Regions from separate parts of the Mus musculus genome. Here region 2 is linked to region 1. Evidence: chromatin contacts called from public promoter capture Hi-C data. All regions are on one chromosome and are shown on one strand. Each heading gives the region's core, a stretch centred on a gene start, on an enhancer-like site or on the middle of the called end of the contact. The rest is flanking DNA. Distances are from core to core; before and after follow the strand shown. Region 1 overlaps Lgr4 (leucine-rich repeat-containing G protein-coupled receptor 4). Region 2 has its middle 7.1 kb from the start of Gm22997.

Evidence for each region. Capture Hi-C pulls out chosen DNA fragments and counts their contacts.
Region 2: a promoter capture Hi-C map of adipose tissue shows a contact between it and region 1. The contact joins two enhancer-like sites. A contact is called at or near these places in 2 of 39 promoter capture datasets (embryonic stem cells and liver), 2 of 15 datasets of contacts at CTCF or cohesin (both in the NIH/3T3 cell line), 11 of 484 Hi-C or Micro-C datasets (3T3-L1-derived adipocytes, brown adipocytes, cerebral cortex and 7 more), 4 of 115 datasets of contacts at active chromatin or transcription factors (extraembryonic endoderm stem cells, hepatocytes, pancreatic cancer cells and 1 more) and 3 of 9 other capture datasets (adipose tissue, embryonic stem cells and liver).

What each region holds. Positions count from the first base shown.
Region 1 is chr2:109,995,314-109,997,912 of GRCm38.p6, forward strand. Lgr4 (leucine-rich repeat-containing G protein-coupled receptor 4) reads left to right here. Exons shown (of 18, transcript NM_172671.2): 5 at 1,241-1,456; 6 at 2,280-2,351. Among named protein-coding and RNA genes, the nearest start is that of Ccdc34, 21 kb to the right of the region's middle. Within about 2 kb of position 1,323, at least 32 of the 459 cell types and tissues checked have an H3K27ac peak or open chromatin away from gene starts, as enhancers often do. A contact at or near this core is called in adipose tissue and muscle stem cells, where this site is marked.
Region 2 is chr2:110,209,620-110,212,218 of GRCm38.p6, forward strand. It overlaps the pseudogene Gm13937. Among named protein-coding and RNA genes, the nearest start is that of Gm22997, 7.1 kb to the right of the region's middle. Within about 2 kb of position 1,277, at least 68 of the 459 cell types and tissues checked have an H3K27ac peak or open chromatin away from gene starts, as enhancers often do. A contact at or near this core is called in adipose tissue and muscle stem cells, where this site is marked.

The DNA of each region.
Region 1 (2,599 bases), core at 73-2,572:
GTCGCTCTGCATGAGTCAGTTCTAGAAAGCCCAAAGAACAAATGTATATGGTTAGTGGAGTGGTAAGGCAGCTACTTGGTTTCCTAAAATCTCTCTTCTAAGTTGTTGCTATCAGAACAGAATGCCCATTAGATAGCCACAAAGAGCCCCTTGCTAATCTGCCCCAAGAAAGAAAATTCAGTGGGCTGGGAGCCCAGCAGTTTCCTGGAGTTAAAGTTACAGTAATGGCTGAAGTTAGAGCAGGATTTCAAAACAAAACAAAACAAAACAAAACAAACCCCCAAAAACAGAAAGTACAGAAATCTCTCTAAAACCCAGAAGTCTTTGAACTTTAAAGTTGTCAGATACCAATTCTTAAAGAAAACAGAAAGTCATTCTAGGTTTTTATCAGTTTTTTCTCTTCCCTCATTTTCACAGAGAGGTCCAAGACTGTGAGACAGGAATGCATGTGATAACCATCAGCAAGAGATTATAAGCAACACTGGGATTTCCTGGCTTATACAGTTTCTCATCCTGCTAACACCAGGCTGTCTTTGTATTGAAAAGTGATTATACAATTATACTTGGTTGTGGCAACAGAAAGAAATAGTTAGGACTTAGTATCCAGGTTTCCAGACAGAGACTTAAACATAAATAATCCTGTTGATAAGGTACTGCCTAACTGCAGAATTTTCTGAAAAAGGTGAACCTTTAAAGCCACAGTAGCATTTATTGGAGGAGTGAATCTTCCCAGGAATGACCTGGATAAACGCTCTAGCCGACCTGGTAAGGCACCAGCAAATTACTGAAATGGCTTTGTTGCTCTTTAAAAAATTGTAAACATACTCTTGGTATCAACTCAGAGTGGCAGTTAAATTCGTTCTCTAATACACCTATACTGTAACACTGGATACTGTAGTACTTGTGTGCACACATAATCATTGCTAAGCCCATCGTCTGTATCTCTGGTTGGTGTATATTCTGAAACATAAATTTCCAACTTGAGTTTTGTGAGTTTTCTTTTAAGTGTGCCTTTCTGCAATGAAGTTAGCCAGGAAAGAGCTGTAATGTACTGGCCTTGGAAGAATTTTAGAGTTGTTGTTATTGTTCAGGACTTGTGTTACAGTTAAATAAAGATAGGCTTCTATGGCTCTGGCTAGTTTTATGGGTCCCTTCTGTTTGGAAACTCAGGAGCAGTGTTCTTTGGTGTGACTCCTTCCAATAAAACTCATTACTCGCTGTGGGTGTTTCTGTTTCCCAGACGCTTAGATGCCAACCATATTACCTCAGTCCCGGAGGACAGTTTTGAAGGGCTCGTTCAGTTGCGGCATCTGTGGCTGGATGACAACATCTTGACGGAAGTGCCTGTGCGTCCGCTCAGCAACCTGCCAACCCTGCAGGCGCTGACCTTGGCTCTCAACAACATCTCAAGCATCCCCGACTTCGCATTCACCAACCTTTCAAGCTTGGTAGTGCTGTACGTGCTTAACCTTTTTACTCCTGCATATTTGTGTTACTTTGAGGGCAAAATGGGTTTCATGTGACAAGTTACTACAAAAGTGTCCCCCATGATCCTGCTGTTGGACGATTAGTATTTGGGGGAGGTGCCTTTGATAAGATCAAACATACTGATTTCTTGAATAATATCTAGTAGTAGCTATTGAGTTTTTTAAAAACAAGTAGCCACATTTTTAAAATAATTGGGTCATTTATCAAATACTTTTTTTATAACTTGCTTTTGTATAACTTCTGTTTCTGTCCCAACAATAAGTATGTTTATTCAGTATTAAAAAGGAAACTGTTTTGAAGTGCTCAAAGAAATAAGATGTTTGTTATTCCTCCATGGATGTTTTTTATTTTCCCAACTCTTCTACTCAAAACATTTTTGATTTTCTATGCCTTTGACCTTTCAAAACTTCATGAGACATGGTGCAGTCTCGTTTCCTTTAGAATCTATTTCCATCCTAAGTGATGGAAACTCCATAAAGCTGCCTTCTCACCTCAGAGAACTCAACCAATGCTAGGCTTTATATGAAGGAAGGAACTAGCTACTCTAAAATTTTATTTCATATGAACCAAAATCAAGAAATCTTCAATGTGTCACCATTATCTGATTAGATTTCCCCTAATGTTGGTAGTCTGTGTTTAGCGAGTCTGTGTAATAGCCAGCTTTCTGTAGTTGTGTGGAAATACTTAGCTATATCATTGCTTTCAGCCACATCAGTTTAGATATATTAAGGAGCTATAACACTTGTATTTGGTAGGTGTGAATGTCATTTTTGTGCCTTTTCCCCCCATAGGCATCTTCATAACAATAAAATTAAAAGCCTCAGTCAACACTGTTTTGATGGACTAGATAACCTGGAAACCCTGTAAGTACATTTTTATATTTTGTATAATTATATTATGATTAGGACAGTGCAATCTTAAACATAGTGAAGATACAGAGAAGAAGTCATTGCTAAGTATAGCTCATTATTAATTCACTTTAACAAATCAGTTTTTACCATCTAATAACCCACTTGTGAAAAATAATTTCAATTATGATTCAAATTGATATTTAAGTGTGAACTTCAAGCCCTCCCTTTCCACAAATATGTATTAAAAGCTGCTCCATCTG
Region 2 (2,599 bases), core at 27-2,526, 210 kb after region 1:
GCTCAGCAGGTGAACCCTCAGCCTTTCTCCCATCAAGTAACAGAACCGAGCTGAATCCAGACTGCAACCACTTCCAATAAGTCAGCTTTTGGGAAAGCCACCGATTTTCCGAGCCACAAAGGTCAAGATATCCACTGGATTTGAGACAACCAGTAGCTTGCAGTGTGGACTGTACTTCACATTGTTCGGAATGATGAACTTGAAGATGTTCACGTTTCTCTGTACCAGATTAAGTCAGCTCTCTCCCTCTTGCTGATGGCCCCCGCTGTGATGACCAGCTTGGAGTTTTCAACTACACAATAGTCTTTGCTGGAGATAATTTTTGGTATTTTAAGGAAGAGGCTGCCATGCTGGAGATCCATCATCTCTCCCTTTGGTTTCCATGACGTCAACAAGGGCAAGCTCATCTGCCAAGTCCTTCGTTAAGATACTGATGGCACAAGCCATGCCAACAGTACCAACCCTCAACAACTGTAATCTTGTTCTGGAGGACCTGTTCTTCCTTAAGAAGATTCACAATCAGCTGGTCCTTGAGGGTTGCCACCATCTTGGACTTTGAATCTTTTGAGACCGCTAGTGCACGATGGGGGGGGGGGGGGGTGACGGGCGAGCAGAAGCAGCGTGGCTCAGCGACAGTGGCTCCAGCACCTTTCCCCAGTTATTATTTGATAGGATTTATCATCCAAACTGGGCCGTGCCACTCTTATTCCTGGTACAGAGTCAGTAGAAAAACTACTTCAGTACATGACCCAGCACATTGCTTGCTTTATATCCAGAGTCTACAAAAACCACTCCCGTCTATCCTTTAACCAAGGGCTTACTTGTCGTATTTCACAGATAAAGAAACTGAGTTATAAAAAGCAGGTGGCAGGGTCAAAGCTTGAGTGCAGTCTTCAGTCTCTATCCAGCTTTTTCCTCTCAACCCAGCCCAGGCCATCTGGGAGAGGCAGGAACTCTAATGAAATCTGACTGCTGGCCTTGGGTGTTGGACTCCTTCAGTATGTCTGGAAACAAGGAGGAAACTTACTGACTGGAGCTTCCTACATCAATACTGAATTGACACAGAGAGCTAACTGATAGTGTGTTCCAGTAGCAGAAAGAGGAAATGCATGAGGCAGCTCGATTGTAATTAAGAATGAGTGGAAAACAGGAAAACAAATGGTCTCACAGGCAGGCCAAATATGGTGTTGCTTGGATGAGTTCCTTCCTGCTCTTGGCAAAGTAGTTACCATTCATGCCTCAGAAGGCGCTCAAGATGTCCAGCGCTCCTGGAGGCTCTAACAGTGGGTTCATTGAACAGTTCAACAGTCTGTGGACTGTAGTACGCAAAGCACTGGATAGAGGGGGGCTAGGAGGAGCAGAAGCAGAAATGAATGTAGTAGGCTCCCTGCTTTTGATTTGCTTCTGGCCTCATGGGAAAGACTGTTCTGGTAAACAACTTCTTGGAACATGAGGCAGAATGAAGTAAGCGCCATAACTGAGGGAAAAAGTAAGATCCCCGAGAGCCAGCGGCCAGAGAATGCTTTCCAACAGGGATAATGGAAGCTTCAGGTGGGGAAGAGATTTATTGCAGGCCTCGAAGGACAGTGGAATTTATCTGGAAGAGAACAGGGGGAAAATTCTGGGCTCAAGGCCTAGAGATCACAGGCTTATTTCATATGTTCTAGTTTATTAGGGGACCATGGTAGGGTGAGCAAGCTGTGATCAGCTGGAGCCAAGAGAGGGCCAGGCACAAAGAAGAACAATGGAGAGGTGGCTTTCATGGGCTTATGTTCAGGAACTAGGGAGGAGTTGGCTCTATTCTACTACTCAATTCTCCTTACTGAATCCTTAATGGGAATAGAATTGAATAGAAGCAAATTGGGAAATTAATTAGATCTCTGAGTACCTAGTAAACCTCAGCAGAGGTCTAGGATGAATGCTGACAAGATCAAAGACTAACTTGATTTTAAAATTATACAACAGTGCTCGACTCTTAATCTCTCTGACAAGCTCAGTTCTGTACATAGGCAAAGAATAGCTTGCTCAGGCATGCATATGGAAATATGATATGGATATTCCTCCTGGATTACATTCCTAGCTGTGTGGAGACGTTAAAGGTACAGAAACACAGGTACCTTTAACGAAGTGATCTGATACCAAAGAAAATGTGACATGAACAGTGGTCCAGAAATTTGAGTAATCACAAAGGGTGTTGTGGAAGGGATGGTAGAGGTTTTCATAGCATCAAGAGGGGTTGGAAGCTTCCTGCCTCTATAGACAACAGCGCACAGGAATCCAGAAGCAGATCCAAGAGACACAGCTTATAACAAAGTCTGTAGCTAATAAGGTTAGCAGGGTATATGAGGCAGAAAATGGTAACTGGTAACAGGGCCAAAAAGTTAGTGGGAAATAAAGATCAGGAAAGATGGGAGAAGGAACTCCAGTTCCAGAGGATTCAACTCCCCCTTCTGCTTTCTTAGTGCTCTCTTGAGATCTCATCCTTGGTAAATCTCAGACAATGGCACTTGTATGCAGCAGATCTGGTAGTAACCGGTGTGGGAGTTTGGGAGGAGATGTATCTGCAGCTGTTGGAAGTAGAGTGGGAAGAGGATCTTCA